Linked DNA regions of Mus musculus: region 1 is linked to region 2. Evidence: chromatin contacts called from public HiChIP or PLAC-seq data. All regions are on one chromosome and are shown on one strand. The core of a region is the stretch at or near the end of the contact, and the rest is flanking DNA. Distances in the headings are between cores, read along the strand shown.

Region 1 (6,029 bases), core at 269-2,768, 430 kb before region 2:
TGGACTCGAAGCAGTGTGTTGGGGGTGGGGAGGGTGAGTGGGGCATTGCTGCTTATCCTCGATTTAAAGTTTCTGTGGTGTGGTTTGACCTGCACTGTTAGAAACAGGGACCCTCAGTGCCAAAGCCCTCGAGGAACTGAATCTTAAAGATATGTCTTTAAGGGAGCTTTGGCATAACTGTGGCTTTTTGACGAACCTGAAGCCAGCGCATCCAGAAAAGCTGCACCTGGATTCCAGTCCCACAGAGACTCAAGATGGTAAGAACTGTGTCATTTTAAGACACTATATTTTGAGGAGGTTTTCTTTTTCTTTCATCCCTTCCTCCCCTCCCTCTCCCCTCCTCTCCCTCTCTGTTCTCTCTCCCTCTCTCCTTCCTTTCTTCCTTCCTTCCTTCCTTCCTTCCTCCCTCCCTCCCTCCCTCCCTCCCTCCCTCCCTCCCTCCCTCCCTCCCTCCCTCCTTTCCTTTCTTCCTCTCCTGAGACAAGATTGTCTGTGTAACTCTGGCTGTCCTAGAACACAACATGTAGACCAGGCTGGCCTTGAACTCACAGAGATCTGCTTCTGCCTCCTGAGTGCTGGGATTAACAATGTGTACCACCACACCTGGCCAATTTGGGGCGTGTAATCTCTTACACAGTAATAGTAAGACAAAGGTTGGGGGAGTGCCTGGTCTGGAGGTTTTTCAAAGGCAGTGACTGTTTACTGGGTACTTGCTGGATTCACGTGCTTTCACTGTCTGATCGACTTGAGAGGCCTTTCCCTCTTTGAGTCTGTGCACATTTAGGGGAAAACTGGTAAAAGCTCTACCAGGAAGCTGCCAGCTAGCTGCCTCTGCGTGTATCCTAATCCTCCAAGGGGTTGAGATAACGTGACAAGGCTTGAATCTCCTAAACACATGACCACTTTCCAGAGTAGGCAGGGTGTGCACCTCAGAGTTCGTGACAAGCCGGGCTGGGATAATTGGGATCTGGAACAATGGGCCCTTTGATTAGAAAGCTGTATGCTGTGCTTCCCAGAACACCAACCAACCTGCAGTTGGCAACCACGGGCTATTGATGCAGGCCGACTGGATTTAATAGCTCCCCTCCTGGTCTGCACACCTCTGAAGACGTGGTGCAACTTGAACAACCTTCCGTTTTAAAATGACACAGAGCAGGGACTTCTCCAGAGCCACTTCGAAGATGAGCACCTAGCCGGCAACAGGTAGTCCCTTGTTTTGAATCGCAGCCAGAGAACATGATAAACATGGGATTTGGTATGTGTGCACTTGCATGTGCACCCTTGACGTGTGCCCATTTGCATGTACACATTAACCCTTACGTCCCCACTGAGCCTCACATTGAAAACGTCTTCCATGTGCCAGCCAAGGACGTTGGCGAAGCTGCCAAGTTCTCCGGCCAGAACCAGCTAAATCGAGAGTTAGACCGCACTGAGTCAAACACTCCCTCTCAGAGACAGGCCTCTTCCTTGTGAGTAATGTGAGAGCCACAAGGAAGGTGAGCAGGTGGGGAATATGCTCACTGAATGCCACATTCCGTATCCTAGGGAAGAATGTCTGCTCACTGTGAGGAATGTGTTAAGCCCTGAACAGAGGGAACGCAGCTGTGTGGCTTTTTTTCCCCCAAATAAATTTCCTGCTTCTCTGGTAGCAAAGTACTCACACTGCCAGGCTGGACATGACTCTCTCTCTCTCTCCCTCCCATCTCTCTTTCTCTTTCTCTTTCTCTTTCTCTTTCTCTTTCTCTTTCTCTTTCTCTTTCTCTTTCTCTTTCTCTCTCATTAGACTAAAATAACGAAATTCTTTTTTTTTTTTTTTTTTTTCCGAGACAGGGTTTCTCCATATAGCTCTGGCTGTCCTGGAACTCACTTTGTAGACCAGGCTGGCCTCGAACTCAGAAATCCGCCTGCCTCTGCTTCCCGAGTGCTGGGATTAAAGGCGTGTGCCAATTCTTGAGCAGCTTTCTTTGAGAATTCGAGACATCACATAGACAGACAAAGCAGGGTCTTATTGGTAAAACTGGCCTTGTGCCAACGTGGAGATCAGACTTAAGACCTGAGCAAAGTAAGCAGATTGGAGCGGGGCTTTCCACTGGAGGGAGGCATGGAGGGAGGGGGAATACATCAGTCCTACTCCTGCAGAGTGTGAGGGCCTGCAGACACGCTCATTGGTTAGGAGTGGTTACCGTTCTTTTAGGGGATCTGGCAGTTCAGTTCCAAGCACCCACACAGCAGCTCACAACCAAATGTAACTCCAGTTCCAGAGGATCCAGTGCCCTCTTCCGTCCTCCTTGGGTACTACTCTGATGTAGTTCTCATCTGTACATGAAGGCACATACTCATATATACATGTAAGCCTTTAAAAATAGAGTGTAATAGTCAATCTTTTTTTTTTTTTTCCAGACAGGGTTTCTCTGTGTAGCCCTGGCTGTCCTGGAACTCACTCTATAGACCAGGCTGGACTTGAACTCAGAAATCTGCCTGTCTCTACCTCCCAAGTACTGGGATTAAAGGCATGCGCCACCACTGCCTGGCATAGTCAATCTTTATTGTCATTTAAAATGGATTTTAAATCACCTAAGAGACACAGAAGTGGCCAGATATCTGAGGATACTTCCAGAGAGGTTTGACTCGGCCTGAAAGAAGGTAGGGCCCTTCCATGGGCTGAGAATATCAACTTAATAAGAATGGGAAAAGGAAAAACATCTCTCTCTCTCTCTCTCTCTCTCTCTCTCTCTCTCTCTCTCTCTCTCCCTCTCTCTCCCTCTCTCTCCCTCTCTCCCTGGCTTTGGATGAACAATAACCATCAACTGCCTACTCCTGTGACCATGACTCCCAGCTACCATGGTTGTATCCCATTTTAGGTGTTTTTCTATTGCCAGGACCAAAGAAGTCCAGGAAGAGGGGTTCATTTGGGGCTACAATTCCTGAGGAATAGGAGTTCATCACTAGGGACGTGAGGCAGCAGGCAGGCTTGGCAAGTGGAGCTAGAAACTGATGGCTGAGGGCTCACATCTTTTATTATTATTATTATTATTATTATTAAGGATTTATTTATTTAATGCATGTGAGTACACTGTAGCTGTCTTCAGACACACCAGAAGAGGGCATCAGATCTCATTATAGATGGTTGTGAGCCACCATGTGTTTGCTGGGAATTGAACTCAGGACCTCTGGAAGAGCAGCCAGCACTCTCTCCAGCCCGAGGGCTCACATCTTAAGCCACAAACAGGAGGCAGAGAGAGCTAACCTGAGATGGCATGAGTCTTTTATAAACTCTCAAGACAGCCACCAGTGACTCACTTCCACTGCAAGGCCACACCTTCTAAGCTTCCCCAAACTGGGGACCAAGTATTCAGATGTCAGGACCAATTTGAGGATATTCTCATTCAAACCACCTCAGTCCCCTCAGAGTTGATTTAGTCAGGTTTCTGGTTACAGTAAGGGGGACGGTAACTAATGCATCAGGAAATGCTGTCTCTGGGGAAGCACCTCTGGAGGGATCTTTAGGGATGCTGAGGCTAAAAGGGCCTGGGGCTATGGGAGTCCAGTGAGGACAGAATCCAGGCTGTTGTGATTTAAATCTGAAATGTCCCCCATAGACTTGTGTTTTGGATGCTTGTGCGGCTGTGTTTAGAGGTCTGTGCAGCCACTGGGATGTATAAGCTCTGAGACAGGGTCTCTGTGGAAAGTGTTACCCCAGTCAGGTCAATCCCAAAGCCATGAAGGCCTTAGCAGGTCTCATCGTGTAGTCTTGGCTGGCATGGAAGTTACTATATAAACGAGGCTGGCCTTTAACTCAAAGAAATGCCCGTCAGTGGTGGGGCATGCCTTTAATCCCAGCACTCAGGAGGAAGAGGTAGGTGGATTTCTGAGTTCAAGGCCAGCCTGGTCTACAGAGTGAGTTCCAGGACAGCCAGGGCTACACAGAGAAACCTTGTCTGGAAAAACCAAAAAAGAAAAAGAAAAAAGAATTCCACCTGTGTCTGCCTCCAAGTGCTGAGATTAAAGATGTGTGCCCCTGAAGGTTTGGCTAGCCCTTAGTTCTAGCCTTGTTTTGCTTCCTAGTCCACCACAGTGCAGTGATTCCACCCACCATCACGGACAGAGGTGCTCGGTAGGGAGAATCACCTGTCAATAAAATTCTGATTGCCAATGAGTTGAGGCAGGAAATAGGAGGTGGGAGTTCTGGTAGGGAGAGAGAACTTGGGGATGGAATTAGGCACAGGAAGCTATTCACCCCAAACTCAGGAAGACTGAAGAAACTGAGGAGAGGTAACTAGACTGATGGCAGGCTTATACAGGATTAAGTTGGGTAGCTAAGATCTAGCTGGGAACACACCCAAGCTTATGGCCTAGGCGTTTATTCATGTATAATTAAGTCTCAGAGTCTGGGTTCACGGTCCTGCTTCAGCAGGGGTCTATGTCAATGTCCATGTTCCATATTACCACCAAAGGCCATGTGGACATGGGTAGTCTGGGCTGTTGCTGAGGGCCCTGTTGATGGCTGAGGCCTGGGCAGAGCTGGCCCTGCCCTTCACTGGCTGCTGTACCTGGGAGAGCTGGCCCCACCCCTTGCCAACTGTGGCACTCAGGTGAGCTGGTCCTGTCCCGTTCCTGGACAGTGCTGGAGAACTGGCCCCAGTGGCATGATATGAAAGAGAAGGCCTCAAATTAGACCAATGACTCATTGAAAGTAAAGCTTTTTGGGCAAAAAGGTGGACTGTGGGACACATCATGGCACACCACTGCTTCCCTGGCAAGATTTTAAAATTTTTTTATTTTTTGTTTTTTTTAGAGGAGAGGTTGCAAGATTCAGGGTGAAGATGGAGGGACTGGGAGATCAGTGGGATTGGGGTACATGATATGAAATTCACAAAGAATCAATAAAAAATTAAAAATAAAGGACTCAGGCAGTAAGGGATGTACAAGTCTCAGGAAGCCCCTAAAACTTACCAGATTCACAAGGACTTCCCCTCCCACAGGTTATACAAATAGTAAAGACTGTTGAGGAGAGAGGAGACTCTCTGACCAGCCTAACTGCCTGCAAGTCGTGCAGAGCACTCTGGCTTTTGTGACTTAGCATCCATGGGGTAGGCTTGGAGTTGTCTATGCTCCTTTAAATAACTCCTCACTTGTACTCCTATAACTAACTATAATATGTTAATGGATACATGAATTTGGACTCTAATAGTATTAATATTTTTTCTCTGTCATTGGTTCAGGAACTGGAGTTGTGGGTGTTTATGTCTCTTGAGGAGTTAATATCACACAACATCCAGGAGTTAATATCACACAACATCCAGGAGTTAATATCACACAGCATCCAGGAGTTAATATCACACAGCATTCAGGAGTTAATGTCACACAGCATTCAGGAGTTAATGTCACACAGCATCCAAGAGTTAATGTCACACAGCATCCAGGAGTTAATATCATACAGTGTCCAGGAGTTAATGTCACACAGCATCCAGGAATTAATGTCACGTAGCATCTAGAAGTGATATCTCAGACTGAGAGCCCTGAAACCAGGAGCTCAAATAAATCCCTTAAATTGTTTCTCTCAAGGACTTTTGTCCACAGTGATTAAAAAACAACACAGTCTGGTTATTTAGTTAGCCATTTAAAATCATTGTCTGTCTATCGTTTGTGTATGGGTATACTCACACATGTGTGCTTGCCTGGCATACATAGTAGAGGTCAGAGGACAACTTGCAGGAGTTAGTCCTCACTGCCATGGGGGTCTTGGGATTGAACAGTCTTGAGACTGTTAAGCTTGGCAGAAGGTGTCTTTATTCTCTGAGATATCTCACCCACCAATTTATTAATTTTTAGACAGGTCTCACTGTGTCTTACCACAGCCTGCAGCTGGCTGTGTAGCCCAGCCTGGCCTTGAACTCAGAACTCTCCTGTCTCAGCCTCTCAGATGCCACGACAGCAGGAGTGTATGCCTGGCTGGAGTGGTGCTTTAGGAGTGGTCCAAGACTTCTCGAGGTGACTGGCCTTCGTTCTGGCCACTGTATTCCTTTCTT
Region 2 (6,609 bases), core at 3,221-5,720:
GTACACAGACAATGGGTTTCTTCCAAATAAACCTGTAAACAAAGCTTAGAGCTCGGAAGGAAGGTGGTATCCAAGGTTGGTTTGGTGAAAAATGCAAGCAAAGATTACAGCCTCAAGCTGAGAGGATGGCACTGGCCAGCACTGAACTACCAACACGTGTTCGTGGGGAAGGAGGCCCAAGGAGCCCAGCTCTCTCTGCTGCATCTCCTCACACTAGAAAGCACAGGACAGAGATAGCGTTTGTTCCTGTCTCAATCCCACGGAAACACTCACAGCACCCCTCCACGGCCAGAAGCCAACATGACAGTTGGTGCTGGGGAAGAAAGAGCCCATGAAGCCCCATGTCACAGAAAGCAGAAGTGAGCACTTGCACCTGAAATGATTCTGTAAGACATTGCCCTTGGCAGAGATGGGTAAGGGTCTATGACATCTCTTCATCCTCTTACCTTTTATTATTATTTCTTTTATTTAAAATATTTAATTTGCATACCCACTTTCAAGATTCACGTTGGCATTTTTCAAACATAATTCTTTTAGGTTCTTTTTACCTGATGAACCCCTCAAGTCCCTCCCACCTCCCATAGACTCCTTTCCTGTTGTCATCTGTGTCCTGTCAGCTCCCCCTTAACTCTTAGCTGTCCCCTTTCACTGTCTCCTTTTTGGTTTTATAACTCACCTCACATCTATTCCTAGCCCCACATACAAACATTACACATTGGGATCACTTAGTATATTTTCCAACTCCATCCGTGTTAGTGCAAGTCTCATGCTGCCATAGCACACACACACATAGAAGTGTTCACATTACTGTGACATCCAAACATGGGGGCCTTTACAAACAGAATATTGCTGTGTTTTACCAATATGTTGGTCCTCAGTGAATACCATTAGAAGAAGAACAACAGGCAGTGTATGGTAGTTGATACCTAAAGGGAAAGATGGGGAAGTGAGTAAGGTTTTATTTTGTTTATTTAAAAAGCTATCCTGCCAGGTATGCTGGCACACACTTGTAAGTCTAGTATTTGGAAGGTTGAAGGAGGAGGATCATGAGTGTGAGGCCAGCCTGGGCTACATGGTGAGTTCCAGGCTACCCTTGGCTATATAGCCAGAGTTGTTCCCTACTCCTTCTACTTTCATGCCATTCGTGTGTGTGTGTGTGTGTGTGTGTGTGAAATGCATATATAATTTTTAAGTTTAGGTTTCTCATATGAGAGAAGACAGACAATATTTATATTTCTGAGTCTGGTTTATCTTATGCTATACGGTTCCATCTGTTTTCCTACAAAGTATATTGGTTTGTGGCTTTTTTTGTTTTCTGTTTTGTTTTTTTTTCCAGACAAAACTATTTCAAAGAGGAATGTAACCTGCGGCCTCTTGTAAAGATCACTGCTATCATAGATATTTGCCTGTTTTGCTATAAATGAGAAAACTTAGTTTAATGTGTAGGATAAAAATTAAACTTTTATGTTTGTTTTTTTGAGACAGGGTTGCCCTGGCTGTCCTGAAACTCACTCTGTAGATCAAGTTGGCCTTGACTTTACATATATCTTCCTGTCTCTGCCTCTGAGTGCTGGGATTAAAGGCATGCATCACCGTTGCCCAGTTTAGATTTTGCTTTTTAAGAGAAGAAAAAGCTGGGCATGGTAGCACATGGCTGTAATCCCAGACTCAAACAGGAGGATCATTTCAATTTAGAACCTGCCTGGGCTACATAGTAAGTGTAAGTATAAGCTACTAGGCTAATGAGAGCCTATCTCAATTTAAAAAGACAGCCAGGCAATGGTAATACTCACATTTAATTCCAGCACTTGGAAGGCAGAGGCAGGTGGACTTCTGAGTTCAAGACCAGCCTGGTCTACAGAGAGATTTCCCTGATAGCACACACATATACAACAATACAAACAAACAAACACCCCCCCCCCCAAAAAAAAAGGCCAGGGGAGCCAGGCATGGTGACACAGGCCTGTAATCCCAACACTTGAGAGATAGAGAGGCAGAAAGCACAAGTTCACAGCCAGTCTTGGCTACCTGTCCAAAAAGGGGGCACAGGGCACAGAGAAACCAGATGTGATTGCCTGTAACCCCAGCACTCTGAATGTAGAGGCTAGCAGGAGTTCAAGGGCATCCTTGGCTAAATAGTAATATAGAAGCCCACCTGGGCTATCCATGACTCTTTGTTTCAAAAATGAAAATAAGTAAGTAAATAAATAAGTAAGTAGAGCACTGGGAGCCACCAAAGTCTCTTAAAAGAAGAAACAGCAAGGTCAGACTTGCTGTCCAGAGAAGACATGACAGGAGCTCAGGGCAGAGCTGGTAGAGATGCCGGCTGGAAAGATGGTGTGGGGTTAAGTACACGAGCTGCTCTTCCAGAGGACTAGAGTTCAAGCCCCAACTTGGGTTGTTCACAACTCCCTGTAGCTCCAGCTCCTTGGGGTCTGCCACCCTCTTCTGGCACATACACAAAGCACACACAGACACACGCATACAAATATACAAATGATTTTTAAAAATTCTTTAAAAGGGATGGGGGTGAGGACTGAAGTGATGGCTTAGTGGTTAAGAGCACCAAGGTTCTATTCCCAGCACCCACATAATGGCTCACAACCATTCGTAACTCCAGTTTCAAGAAATCCAATGCCCATTTCTGATCTCCATGGTCAGTGATGCATAATATAGGTATCTATTAATTAAGTGCATAAAATAAATATTTTTTTTTTTAAAAATGAACAATGGCTACTTCGAAGAGGCTTGTCTTTTCACTCACGTGTGCACACGTGTGCACACACACTAATATATGAAATTGAAGATAATTATGTAAAAGTTATAATACAGCAGGAGTTGACACATACGAAGGATATCTGGACGCATATATCAGAGTCAAGGAAGAAGAGGGACACATCCCATGATTTGACCTTGTTCCCTCTATATTGCAGAACTAATCTTTTTCATAATAATCTGGCCTCTTTGTGGCTTGTTTAAATAAAAGGATAGATAAGGGGTGCATAGCTTATCGTCTGCATGTTCTACTCATAGCCCCTGATCTATGAGTTCATCCAGACAGGACAAGAGCAGGAGAGCTGTGCCATGGCCTTGACTTTATAACCATGCCTGCAGATCATGGATCAGTCTTAGAACACTTTAAAGAGTCTGGTTATGCCGGGCGTGGTGGTGCACTCCTTTAATCCCAGCACTCGGGAGGCAGAGGCAGGCGGATTTCTGAGTTCGAGGCCAGCATGGTCTACAAAGTGAGTTCCAGGACAGCCAGGGCTATACAGAGAAACCCTGTCTCAAAAAAAAAAAAAAAAAAAAAAAAGAGTCTGGTCGTTTGGGGCTAGAGAGATGGCTCAGTGGGAAAGAGCACAGGTCTGCTCTTACAGAGGATCTGGGTTCCACTCCCAGAATCTACGTGATGGCTCACAACCCTCTGTAACTGTCCCAGCGGATCCTGATGTCCTTACCTGGTCTCTTTGGTCACAGACAAATAGTTGAATAAAACATTGGTAATGAAATATAAAATGTGTATTTTTTTTAAAAAGAAAAAAATCTAGTTATTGGTCTTTCAAACTAGATCTTGTAACCTGAGAAACCAATTTTAATTTTATATCCATACAAAAATAGAAAATTTAATATAATCTATCATAAATTTTGCTACAATATACAGATATAAAACCCAACTAATTAGATATGTTAGCATTATTATATATAATATATGCTTCTATCAGTGCTAATTTCTGGTAATTAAATCAATGTATAAGGAGCCTCCTGTGTCTCTGGCATGCTTTACACAGTGAACCCAGACTCTGGACTTAGCAGACGTAACATTTCTTTTGAAATTGAAGAGTTTAACCTGTCTCTGTTCTGTTTTACCAAGTAAGACTCTAAAACTGAATCAAACATCTGGTGTTTTGTTTTGTTTTGTTGAAGCAGGGTCTCACTGTTGCCCTGGCTTGGCTGGAACTCACCATGCAGATCAGGCTGCCTCTGCCTCCAGGGTGAAGCACAAATCTTTATCTTCACTAATTACCATCAAGATAAAAAGTTAAATTTCCAGATGTATAATTTTCACGTGATAAAAAGCAAGCACCCAAGTGAGAGGGGGAATAAGAGTAAAGTCTTTCAGAACAGTTTGGGGAAACTTGATGGTTGCCTGTCTCTTTTCTGGTTTAGTGACGTCATTAGGATTGCTCTAGAGAAAGAAATTTGGAGCTGAAAGAGGGAATCCTCTCACTGCAAAGAAAGCAGAACTCTAGCCTTGGAGGATCTCTGGGCCAGAGAGCAGGCAGTGGGAGAGAGCAGCTAGGGCCATGCTGCGGAGGTGGGGTGGGTGGAGGCTTACTTAGGACTGAGGACCTCCTGCCAATCAGCCCTGTTTGTTTTTTTTTCCTTTGTCTTCTGTGTTTAGCCTATCAGCTCATCACTGTGGTGATCGCAGCCGCAGGAGGTGGCCTCTTGCTCATCCTGGGCGTGGCACTCATTGTTACCTGTTGCAGGTGAGTGGTGAGACCTCTCATTTAGATCCCCCTTTCAGGACCTGTGCTACTATGCGAAGGTGGATTCTGAACCTTGGGTAAACTAGCACTTGGGAGACTGAGGCAGAAGGAAGATGACTCTGAGGACAGCCTGGGTTTATAGCAGGTTCTAGGCAAGCCTGGACTACATAGTAAGACCCTGTCTCCAAAGCAACAAAATAAAAAGGACTTTATCAAAATCAAAAACAAACTCTGGAGCTGAGGACATGGCTCAGTTAGTAGAGCGCTTGCCTAGCGTGCGTGAAGCCCTGCGCATGCTCCGCGGCCATGCAGAACCAAAGAACAAAGCAAAGTGTCGTCCCTGCGCATGCTCCGCAGCCATGCAGAACTAAAGAACAAAGTGTTGTCCTCCTTATGATCCCAGCCCGGGATGGAAAGGCAAGAAGAATCAAGAATTCAAAATCATCCTTAGCTATAAAGCAAGTGCAAAGCCGGCCAGGAATACAGGCAGCTGTTTTGTTTTGTTTTGTTTTGTTTTTTTAAAATACAACCAAACTTGTTCACACACATTTTTAATCCCAGCACTCAGGAAGCAGAGACAGTTGGATCTCCTAGGTCAACCTAGTCTACATAGTGGGTTCCAGGTTCCCGGACAGCCAGGACTACGCAGCAAGAAGTGTCTTTAAATAAATAAATAACAGAAAATAAGGAATGTTGATGAGAATGTGGCAGAATTGGAGTCCTTAGGCACACATGGCTGGCAGGGATAGAAGAAAGAAAAGCAGCTTTGAATGTCTGGTAAACCCAGGACTCCCAGTCCCAGGAGATGCTTATGAGTCATCTACACAAGAACTTGGACCTGGGTATTCACAACAGTCCTATTCCTGAGAGTCAAAAGGGGGTGGGGAGGGGAGCAGTCCTAGCGCCTACGGGTACAAAACCCAGATGTGACAGAGCCACATTCTGTCAGCCACCGACTGACACATGTGAACCTTCAAACCCTTGTTCTCAGGGAAACGAGGCATCTCAAAAGATCATCTGAAGTGCGATAGGAATAGGAGTTATAAGAGTCTCTGCATCTAATTGAGACAGAAAGTAGGCCAGTGGGAATCTAGGGCAGAGGTCAGGGTGGAGAAGTTGGGCAACTGGGGTTGATTGATAAGGGGTCTGAGACTTCTGGAGGTGACAATGGTCACACCACTGTGAATATGTTTTAAAAAAAATTTTATGAGTACATTGTATGGTTTCGTCAGTCGTCTCAGAGCTGTGTGTGTACAGAGAGAAGCAGACAGAGGAAGGAAAGGAACTACCTGAACTATTTTAGCAGTAAAAAAGTAGGACCTTTTTTGGATGAACCTCAGCTCCAGGCTTCCTGCAATAGAGTTTCCATGAGGAAGGAAGGGAAAGAAAGAAGGAATTCCCCCTTGTCTCAATTATCTGTTCAAGTAAAGGAACATTACAGTCATTGATTTAGATGATACCAAAAGGAAAGAATTATTTGTACGTGACAGCTGGAGGGACCTTTCCAAAATCGCTAGTTATCTTTTTTGTGTGTGTGCCAGTGTTAAAGAGACATTTTAAGGCATCCTCGGCCTCCAGAAAGGCCGCCGAGAATAATCAACTGCCTTTAAGTATCCCTTCGTAGATTACCATTAAAGGTAAACGTGACCCCGTTGAGGGCAGTTACCCAGAGAAACAGAGCCTGGCAGCTGGGGCACATGGGCCTTGCATTGGCAACATTCTCTACCACAGCCGTGTAGTCGTTTTAGGAGGGAACCTGGACTCTTGGTTAGTGAATGGGAAGCGGTGGCAGCCTGCTCTGAGCCTGGAGGAAGCCAGCACTGAAGGCAGAGTCGTTTCTGTGCTTTTCCCAGGGACTTAAAGTGCTGAAGAAGGAACAACAGCCTTCAAAGCCTCAAAGAAACATAATTGTTTCTGATCCTTGGTTGTCTTAGGGTTTAAGACCGTTGTCTTAACCATAGCTAAGCCATAAAACCTCACAGTTTCTGAGCTCCTGAAAGGACAACGTGGAGAGTCTGTAAGCAGGTGCCCCCTCCTCCTGAGGTTTTTGTGGTTTGTTAAGTTGTAAATAAAACATTGGCTGCGGAGAGGAGAGGCCAGCTCCATCCCAGGTCACTAG

Evidence for each region. HiChIP or PLAC-seq counts read pairs in DNA pulled down with a chosen protein or histone mark.
Region 1: a contact with region 2 is called in an H3K27ac HiChIP or PLAC-seq map of extraembryonic endoderm stem cells, with 4 times the contacts expected there. The contact joins two enhancer-like sites. A contact is called at or near these places in 4 of 484 Hi-C or Micro-C datasets (bone marrow-derived macrophages, embryonic fibroblasts, liver and 1 more), 4 of 115 datasets of contacts at active chromatin or transcription factors (embryonic basal ganglia, extraembryonic endoderm stem cells, pancreatic cancer cells and 1 more) and 1 of 9 other capture datasets (embryonic stem cells).

What each region holds. Positions count from the first base shown.
Region 1 is chr16:33,325,278-33,331,306 of GRCm38.p6, forward strand. No RefSeq gene overlaps it. Among named protein-coding and RNA genes, the nearest start is that of 1700007L15Rik, 52 kb to the right of the region's middle. Within about 2 kb of position 1,519, at least 47 of the 459 cell types and tissues checked have an H3K27ac peak or open chromatin away from gene starts, as enhancers often do. A contact at or near this core is called in extraembryonic endoderm stem cells, where this site is marked.
Region 2 is chr16:33,756,356-33,762,964 of GRCm38.p6, forward strand. Heg1 (heart development protein with EGF-like domains 1) reads left to right here. Exons shown (of 15, transcript NM_175256.5): 13 at 4,403-4,490. Among named protein-coding and RNA genes, the nearest start is that of Muc13, 35 kb to the right of the region's middle. Within about 2 kb of position 4,471, at least 36 of the 459 cell types and tissues checked have an H3K27ac peak or open chromatin away from gene starts, as enhancers often do. A contact at or near this core is called in extraembryonic endoderm stem cells, where this site is marked.